Linked DNA regions of Zea mays: region 1 is linked to region 2. Evidence: chromatin contacts called from public Hi-C data. All regions are on one chromosome and are shown on one strand. The core of a region is the stretch at or near the end of the contact, and the rest is flanking DNA. Distances in the headings are between cores, read along the strand shown. Region 1 holds the start of LOC100384030 (glossy13). Region 2 has its middle 46 kb from the start of LOC100384030.

What was found. Hi-C and Micro-C count contacts between places; a contact is called where the count stands out from the background.
Region 1: a contact with region 2 is called in a Hi-C map of leaf, with 6 times the contacts expected there. The contact joins the promoter of LOC100384030 here to the enhancer-like site in region 2. A contact is called at or near these places in 8 of 25 Hi-C or Micro-C datasets (bundle sheath, ear, endosperm and 3 more) and 1 of 3 datasets of contacts at active chromatin or transcription factors (leaf).

The regions. Positions count from the first base shown.
Region 1 is chr3:10,261,206-10,265,886 of Zm-B73-REFERENCE-NAM-5.0, reverse strand. It overlaps LOC100384030 (glossy13), which reads right to left and starts at 3,052. Exons shown (of 24, transcript NM_001321723.1): 1 at 2,691-3,052; 2 at 1,771-1,891; 3 at 1,491-1,579; 4 at 974-1,058; 5 at 584-743; 6 at 432-508; 7 at 303-356; 8 at 1-14. The coding sequence starts at 2,989.
Region 2 is chr3:10,213,848-10,219,285 of Zm-B73-REFERENCE-NAM-5.0, reverse strand. No RefSeq gene overlaps it. Among protein-coding and RNA genes, the nearest start is that of LOC100384030, 46 kb to the left of the region's middle. Within about 2 kb of position 1,440, at least 14 of the 20 cell types and tissues checked have an H3K27ac peak or open chromatin away from gene starts, as enhancers often do. A contact at or near this core is called in bundle sheath, ear, leaf and 1 more, where this site is marked.

The DNA of each region.
Region 1 (4,681 bases), core at 1,803-4,302, 45 kb before region 2:
TCCAGTCCTAAAATCTTGGCTAGATCAAAATTAGCAATCAGAAGTCTTGGCACAGTAAAGTAATCAAGAAGTTATAAAAAAAGTAAATTGTGCTAACAACTTTTGAAAATAATAAGAAAAAGGGAATAATAAGATTTAGAAAAGAGTAGGTCCGCTAACATGCTGTAGAACAATATTAAAAAGATTTGTAAATTAAAGAGGCCAGTAAAAATAAAAAAATAATAGGGGAAACACAAAAGAAATATGTTCTTGAGAATTTTCAAAGCACATAGACAAATAGCTGAAAGAGATGGATCCCATACCTTCATTATATACTCTGCTACGAGGCTTGTCTGCTTACCCTCAAGAGCCAACGCCTGAAAATTTGAGAACAATATTTATGACACAATAATTAAATATTTATATAATCATTCTGCCTAAATGTAGTCTACCTTCATGAACACATCTAGGTCCTCGTCAGGTTTTATCCCCGCATTCTTTTCTCTCCTCAACAGTTCAACAAGCATGTCTGCAGGTTGATTGATGTCAAAGACCAAACAATCAAGGAACAGCAAAACTTTACTAATTCGGTGCGGTGACCTACCATACTTTATTCCAACACCCTGACAGCGCCCGGCAAACTCCAGCGTTTCTCTGACCGTCATTTCTGAAGCATGCCAGTCTTGCTGACTGACATAAGCAGATGTTCGCTGAGGCACGAATTCGTTCAAATGGTGGCCATTGTAAGTAATGTTCCCAGACATCTACAACAAATTTGGGTGCTTCCTGTCAGTAACAAGTTGGGGGACTCAAGTCAAAGGCTAATTTTGCTGATGACAGTCCATTGTCAGGTAATAGAACATGCCAGTCCGGCATTCCGGCCTTGTGATGGACAAAGAATGGATTGAATTAACCCAGATACAAAGAGTCGCCCATCATTTTTTTATGAACACGCATTCAAAGAATGAAAAGTGACTGATGTGATGTTACAAACCTTTAGTCCAGGACCGAGCCGTCCAGCAAGAGCAAGAAGCAAGGTGGTCTTCCCGGAACTTGGAGGGCCCAAAAGCAGTGTCATTCTGCAGCACGAACCAATGCATGTGCAAGCTTAATTTGGTGTCCCATAAAAACCAATGAGGCGCCATTTGGATCCTTTGAATTAAATTTCATTCTAATAATCCTAATTTAGGCACTAATTAATTAAGCTAATAAGGTTTTATACGGAATATATTTGTATATTATTATTGGTTATATATGGGAGAAATAGAGGGCCAGTGTATTATAAGTGTGGAGTAGAAATACATGATACATAAAATCTATTTCTATTCCCTACCCTAGAAACTTGAGTCTATATCTAAACTTTGAAAAGTAGTGAAATGTTAAATTCCAAGTCAAATAGACTACTCTGTTAAGGATATTCTAATTCCTCTACAACGAACAGATCCAAACAGCCCCCTGATATGCAATCTTCCTAGAATTCTTTATGGGGGAGACAGAGTTTCCATATGCACCTTGATGGGCGAATTACCCCACTGATGTTGTCCAAAATCGGCAGTTTAACTCTTCCTCCTCGATAGATCCTCAGATGCCTCAGAAAAGCCTATTAAAAATAACAAGATAAGCATGTCAGGATCTGAATTCTACAAGAGTAAAACTGATGCGGTAATTCTTCCACTGCCGTGGAAAACTTGTTTAAACGTCACTTTCACATGGAGATCAAGTTTAGAACAACCGATATGATGAAAAACGTATATTGACGAAAAAAATTGCAGTTAAGATCTTTGGGCCAACCTCTGTCATGTTGCATATGAAGTTCGGGATGGTCGGTAGAGCCCTGCTCCCAACATGCACGTAAGCGTCCACTGTCACATCCTCATACCTCACTTCGATCTTGGGGAACTCTATCTGCACTCTGCAGGAGCGAGGAGACGGGAAAATCAACAGAGTTTCAGAGCCCAAAAGCAAGATCAGTATAGCTCTGTGATGCCTCGATACAAATTTTAGCATGTGCTTCCGAAGGAAGCAAATTATTTGACAGAAGCGGACACGTACGTAGCTCGTCGTACGAGTACGCACGAGCAAAATCTACTAGCGCTGCTGCCAACAGGCGATCTGATGCTCTTCACGCCGCCTGCTACTGCTGGCGCTCTGGCTCCTGCTTTCGCATCCGCACCCGGAGGCCCAATCATGGCCTGCACGTCCATGGGCCATGCCGTGGAGGCCTGGAAGCTTCTGAATAGCCCATCTGGAGAAGAAAACTTCGAGGCGCCAATCTCCGCGGCGACTGGGACGTGTGAGTACGACGAGATGACGGCGGAAAGCCGGAAACTAGACTCGACACACTGAACCAGAAGGACGGAACCGTACAAACACCTACTGGCGCCACTAGTCAGCCTCCCTAACCGCGTAGCCTTTCCGCGGTAGCACTAGCACCTGCCATGCAGCGGTTGCCACTTGCCAATTTTCCAAACCCCGCGGTCCGCGGATGAGCCGCTTGGGCCCACATGTCATGCAACGCCGCGTGGGTCACCCTGGCTGCACAACAACGGACGAAGCGCGCAAGCTCGTCCGCGCGCGCGGAGGCGGCGGAGTGGTGTGGGGGAGACGACGAGGTCGAGACATTATTTTTGAACTGGGGCGGGGAGACAACGACACAGGGCAAAGCATGATGACGAGGGAGCAAATTAAAATGCAGGAGTGTAACTACTCACGCGTCGAAGCGGCTGCGTATGCGTCGGAAGAAGTGCTCGGAGTCGCCAGAGTCGGCGACGAGGCGGTCGACGAGCGCGGTGCGGTCCCCGGAGGAGAGCCCGGCGACGTCGACCTCGCAGAGCACGTCGTCGCCCTCGACGGCCGCGGCCCCGTCGGGAGCCGGGGACCTGAGCAGGCCCCGTCGCGCGCGGGTGACGGTGGGCAGCCGCTGCAGCGCGGCCCACCGCAGCGCCTCCCGCTCGTCCTCCGCCTCCCGCCACGACCCGGAGCGCGAGAACGCCGCCTCCGCCGCCCACATCTCGCCCCCGATCGGTCTCCCCCGCCACACCAAACCCTAGCTGCCGCTGCCCGCGCCTTTCCGCCCGGTGTGTGGCGCGGCAGTGCGGCCATTTAAGGAGGGCGTACTGGCAGGCGGTGGTAATGGCGGACTGGGGAAGGAGGGGGTGGATCCACCGACTCGTTCGCATTTATGGTCATAGGCCGCTTTCTCCTTCGATCAGTCGCCCCCGGGCTTTCTCTCTCTGCTTTGCGCCTCTAATCCTCGGGGGTTTTTAGCGGAGACCTGGAAGCTGACGGCGACAGGTTCACAAGAAAGGGAGGGAAGGAAATGGGGAAGCCGTGCACCGGCTTTTCATTTTCCAGTTCAGACTTCAGACTCAAGTGAGACTCTCCGGGCATGGTTGTTCTGGGCCTGTTCGTGGGCTCATTTAACAATAATCTTTCATTTCCTTCCTCTATACTGCTTACCAACCCATGGTGATTATTGTGTGTTAGGCTGTCCGCAGCGCTCGCCGCGAGTGTCACCCTCCCTTACTCCTGTAGACGTATAGAGTGACCCTCACCCCTCCGCAGCGCTGTGCGCTACAAGCGCCCCTCCTTGCTACAGTTCAAGGGTTGCGTGATTTTGTCGGTCCTCTTTGTCTCGAAGTTGGTACGCACGTATTAATTGTTAGTTGTAGAAAAAAATGACGTTGGATCACAGATAGGTATGAAAAATAATATTTTAGGTTATAGTGGAGTGTAGGAAGAGAATTTAAAAAAAAAACCTATACGGGAAGGAAAACGTAGGGGTGGAATCTATATGATGTGGCTGCATGTGGTATATACGGACAAATTTAGAGAAAACTGCTACAGATAGCCTTAGAGTCTCTTTGGTTTTACTTTTGGCTCTAGCTTTTGCACCTTAAAAGCCAAAAGTTAAATTAAAGGGTTCGATCCAAAAAACAGCTTTTCCTAATAGTCGACTTTTCTTGCAGTGCAAAATTGAAAGCACCTCTATACCTGTTTTTAGTAGCTTTTCAGATGAAACTGTGAAAATATATATTAAAAAATAGCGACTTTTAATAGTTTTCGTCAAATTGTTTTTAGTTTTTTAACAGCCCATATTAATTTTTTTCATAGACACAGTCCAACCAAAAAGACCCTAAGGTTGTTCGAAAGATGCAAAACTTTATCGACTATATATATCGTTTAAATGTGGGGGACACGATAATCGTTGAACCGTGGAAACTGGTGTTTCATATAATAGAAGAGATAAAGAAGAGAAGACCGTCTAGTTTTAATACTCTCTATTGCAGAAGTAACATTCTATCTTTCCGGCAAATCCTATATAATATATATACACACACAGGGACGGAGAGAGAGTATATGTTAATATATCTTTTCAAAAAAATAAAGATAGATCGAGTAGATAAATTTAATTTAGGGCTTGTTTGTTTCTGTTTTATAATATACCAACTTCTACTGTTTTTATAGTGTTTTATCTCTATAAATTACAACTATAACAGTCCAAATAATTAGTTTTAATCCGGAGCGAAAGATGAAACAAGCAGCCCCAACATTGAATTGCCGTTTGAAAAGTTAAAATGCTGACTTCCGAGAAAAACAAACTAAAAGCTATGCTGAGTGAAGCCTCTCTGATTTTTAATACGCTGAGAAGCTAAAAATTTACTACAAAACGACAACAACTAGTACTATAGAAGCCAAAAAA
Region 2 (5,438 bases), core at 191-2,690:
TCCTACTTATATTTGTTGTCTTTAGACTAAAATGTATTGGAAGAACAATAGATTTAATAGCTGGCTCGTTGTGTGATCAGATCCTTAATCCACCCCTGGTGGCTGTGAATGCGAGAATATGATAATATCAACTTGTGGATATGATTTTGTAGACATAGTGGATGTGAAGTGAATAAATTTGTGGAACTTTGGTTTTATGAATGATTATGATGTTTCATAATATCATCTACTATAGGCTAACACTGCATGTTAATTTATCGTGCTTTTTAGGGGCCGTTCGAAAAAAGTATATATATAATATCTATCCAAGCCGCCAATGAAGCGTGTGGTTTTTTGAGGCACGACACATGCCCCCTAGATCTAGGGTTGGAAACGGACGGGTAAACACAATCTATGCCGTTTTTGACATTTGACTTGTCTGTTTTATAATTTGAGGAAAATTCTGCAAATAGGACGGAAACGAGAGAGAGAGTCTATCCTCACCGATTTTGCGGGATTCCGTTTTTGTCCAGGTTGAACACGTATTTGAGAAATCCAGGATCATCCTCAACCCCAAAATGCATTAGTGCATTAGCTAAAGCCTCATATTATTAGATGACAAATTATAGCACAAGAAGTCATTCTATCCACTGGCTCTCCTCAATGACAATTGGTCTAAAGACTTAAACAATATACTCCCTCCAGTGCAGTAAAGGTAGTCGTTTAGGACATGATTGTGCATACCAAGGAGTGATTAATTATCATAGAGTTTTCCCTGTTTGCCCCTATTAAATAGGGATATGGGTGCATTAACGTCACTAAAACAATCAGGCTTGATTGGTTGCTGCAGTAGCTCTAAAGCATTCTAGACTGGAGGTCTCAAGTTCGATTCCTCTTAAATACATCTTTTTTTGTGCAATTACTAGGGGCAACAACGTCCAAATCCCAGACCTACGCGCGCTATGACTTCTTTTTGTGCACACTCGGTCACGCGCAGGATGACTTCTTTTACTGCACCGGAGGGAGTAGTCTCTATATACACCACTAGCAAACAAATAACAATGTAGTGTTGTCTCTATGTATCTATTTATCTTATATTATTGTCCTACTAGTTAATCATCATCTAACCATTAATATTATGTGTGTTGTATTAAATTATGAGTTTCCTTTTTCATCCCAGCCCCGTCAAACCGTGGCTGCCATATATCGGTGCCGTGCAGGACGGCCGGATGGACATCTGGCCACTCATATTTTGCCCTGAAATTGGAGCAAACAAACGCCATGACGTGACGCCCGACCAAGAAAGCCCCATCTTGATTGCAATATTACTACTACTAGTAATCGATGCTGAATTGAATGCAGCGTTGTTGCTTCACCAGCTTTCTCCTGCAGCCATTTACTCCTCACTCGGCATCAACGGAACGGACCGGCCGGCCCACTGACCACACGAAAAAGAACGGAACGGAGCATCCCTGCCTCCAAAAAAAAAAGGAACGCCGTACGATCTGTTGGTCTGCTTTGCCTACTCGTATCATGTTGCCGTTGAGCATTTCCTGTGGGGTTTTCTTTTTTCCTCTCCGCCTTTTCTTCTCGTGCGGCGTCTCTTTTCCGCGCGCGGATGCAGGGGTCGTCGTTATCGCGCGCACGCTGCCACGTTTGGACGTACGCCTACTCAGCATTGATGCGCCGCTTTTTACACTGTACAGTGTAGGCGGTGCGCATTCAGTTTATTAGGTTAATTCAGTTTGGTTTATAAGGTTTTTAAAAATTTCGGTTTCTGAAAAACAATAGCCGAAATAAATGTAGAAAAAATAGGAACCGAACCAATTCGGTTAATTACAGAAACATTATTAAACTGCGCGTGCGTCTTTGTGGAGTGTGGTCGGCAACAGTGGCGGATCTAGGATTTACCCAAGCCCCGGGCCAAACTTAATTAAGAAAAGGATAACAAAATATAACATAGTGCAAAGGTACAATAAAATTTAACTTACAGATAGATAACATATAATTGGCGCCATCATGAAGCAAATATCTTCATTATTCAACAATTGTTTCAAGTACAGAGTTGGAAGCCACTGAAAAAATATAAAAGCACAAATTAGAGGCATGAAAAAGAAATCAGCAACTATAGTATAGTAATGTAAAGCAAATTTAGAACAACGATTTTGTAAATACCACTAGAACGAGGTAGATTAATTCTGTGGGTCCTCATATCTTGAAAATGTTTTAATATCTTTTCATCTTCAATAGTTGTAAATATATCCCTCTCAATATAACACACCATGCGGTGATTTAGCCAATCATCAGCCATCTTATTCCGCAACTCAGTTTTGATAATACTCATAGCAGAAAATGCCCTTTCTACAGATGTTGTTGCCACCGGCAATACTAACACCAACTCAATGAGACGATACACCAACTGTAAGTCACCATGCTTTCCACTTTTAACCATCAATTGTGCAATCATACCAATATCAGTACAACTTGACCATTCTGGATCACCTCTCACTTCAACAATGAATGTCTCAAGTTGCTCCCTCAAGCAAATCAAATCATATGGGAAGAAGTCAGCAACATATAGTTTGGCAAGCTGAACCAACTTATCTATATCAAAGTTGGCGAAAGAATTTCTAGGATCAAGACAGGCAAAGCATTTCAATAGTTCTGTAGATCTTTCACCAAAGCGATTGTTTAATTCCACAATAAGTTGGTCAAGTACCACATTATATATCTCATGATGAAAATGATGTTGGTAAGTCACTAGCTGGCCTCCACGACCCCTCGAGCGACCCCTAGCTGCAATTGTATCCAACATATTTGGCACTATAATATTATGCTTGAGACAAAATGCTTTTGTCTCTTCAAATAGATCCTCCCAACCATGTTCTCTAAAGTTAATAACTTTCTGCAATGTAACTTCAATCAATGATACAGCACGAACTATATTTTGGTCCTTCTTTTGCAAGCATTGTGACAAATCATTAGTCTTACCCAACAATTGAATCATAATATGCATAATGAGCACAAATTCAAAACTCTCCATTTGTTTTATCAATCCTGCAGCACATGTTTTGGTTGATGACGTAGGGCCATCATCACATATATTCTCTAACACTTCCAACACGGCTTGCCACATGAGTTGTAAACGACACAAAGTTTTATGATGTGATCCCCAACGAGTATCTCCAGGTCTTGTAAGATTTGTTTCTTGATTTTTCCCTCTTCCAGAAAAAATTTCTTCGTTCTCTAATCCTTTCACTAGATTATCATGATGTTCTTGGGCCAATTGGTCATGCCTCTTACAGGATGCATTAACAGTGTTAATAATCAAAGTTGTGTAGTTAAAAAAATCCATGATAGAAGAACAACACTTCGCAACTGAAACAACCACTAACTGCAACTGGTGGGCAAAGCAGTGAATATAAAAGGCATAGGAATTTTCATCTAATACCAGTCTTTGTAGCCCATGGAATTCACCTCTCATATTAGATGCGCCATCATACCCTTGCCCTCTTATATTATGGATAGATAAACCATGATCATTAAGCATAGCATCCAAAGCTCTCTTTAGTGCCATTGATGTTGTGTCAAGAACATGCTCAATGCCAAGAAATCTCTCAATCACAAGCCCTTTGCTATCAACGTATCTGTGTCAACATAAGGACAACAATAGTAAGTGGTGCCACATTAATTAATATAAAACAGATGTCAACAAATAAAGTAGCAAGATAGCAACTAACCTCACAACAACTGCCATTTGCTCTTTGATAGATGCATCTCTAGACTCATCAACAAGAATAGAGAACTTTTTATCCCCAATATCATCCAAGATGGCTTTAGTAGTCTGTTTTGCACAAGCCTCACACAACTCCTTTTGTATTGTTGGTGAAGTCAGTAAATTATTTCCGGGAGCATTGTCAAGTAAGTTTTTGGCATCTTTGTCCCTCTTTTTCAACCAATCCATCAATTCAAGATAATTTCCTTTATTGGAAGATGTGTAAGACTCATCATGACCACGAAAAGCAAGAGCTTGCAATAAAAGAAATCTCACAACAGCCAGCACAACAGTGAGACGACCCAAATATGCCTCTTCTTGCTTTGTTGATCCAGTCGATATCACATGTCGCACACTTTGCCTTTGATTTCTAAAATCCTCACAATGTTTTCTAGCTTTATTATGCAAGCTATCCACTTTACCAACATGCTCGGCAAATATTTGGGTCGCATTTTTCCAATTACTAACCCCTTTGTTTGTGAAACCTTCCACACCAAAATTATCAGGCCTTGGTTGTTTGAAAAGATAGCAATAAAAACAGAAAGTTGCATCTTTGCTAACACTATATTCCAACCAAGGATATTTTTGAAACCATGCATCACGAAAGTTTCTTTCTCGGCCACTCTGTGTCTTTTTTGGATATACATGACCAATTGGTTGACATGGACCTCTTAACAAATATTCTCTTCTAATGGCATCTCTAATGTTTATGTGATATTCCTCAATTGGTTTTCTAAGCCCTGGATCAGAAACAATTTCTGCAGCATCAAACAATAACACTCCACTTTCATTGAGAGTAGGTGTGGTTTCTTCAACTGGAGGATCTATACTCATTTCATTAGGGACATCATTGTGCACATTACTACCATTGGTTTCTATCGATTGTTCAATATTGATGTTGGCATTTTCTTGTGATGGTGGTGGCGTAACCGTAACAGGTGTTATTGCCGGAGAAAAAAATGACCTCAATGTTCTATTCCTCTTCATCCTCTAATCTAAACAACACAATATTCTGCACACAATAACATAAATAAATATCTTCACAACTTCATCATAATTTTATTGAACACAATTAATAATTTAACACCATATACTACCTTCTCTGGCTCTCTGTTCTGCTGGGCGGCGACAGACTTGAGGAGGCTAAGAGCCTGAGAGCGTCGGTCGCTGGCTCGCCGCGGTGGGGGATGGCCAGAGGGGGGCGAGTCACCGGAGATGGCGGCGAGCACTGGCCGCCGCCCGCCGCCGTGCGACCGTGCCGACTGCCGAGCAGCAGCGAGCAGGCACTGCGGGAGTGCGGGCTGCGGCAGCTCCCAGCTGAGCCGTGGCTGGCAGCCTGGCACTGCGGCAGCTGAGCTGTGGACCTGTGGCCCGTGGCCCGTGGGCGACGCGCCGACGCCGGTCGCCGGAGCTCGGAGCGCTGAGCTGAGCAAGAAGGCGGCGTGCTGCACGGCCGCCGAGCTGAGGTACGAGGGTTTCACTTGGCGCTTGACGGCTTGAGGTTTGACGGCTGGCGGACTGAACCACGGAGAGATGGAGTTCACAGGAAAAAACTATTCATTTCCTATATGGGCCTAATGTAGCTAGTTGGGCCAGGCCCCGGGCCGATGCCCTGGTGTCCCTGGGCGTGCATCCGCCCCTGGTCGGCAAGAGATGACAATGGATTCCTGAAACCTGATGGTTT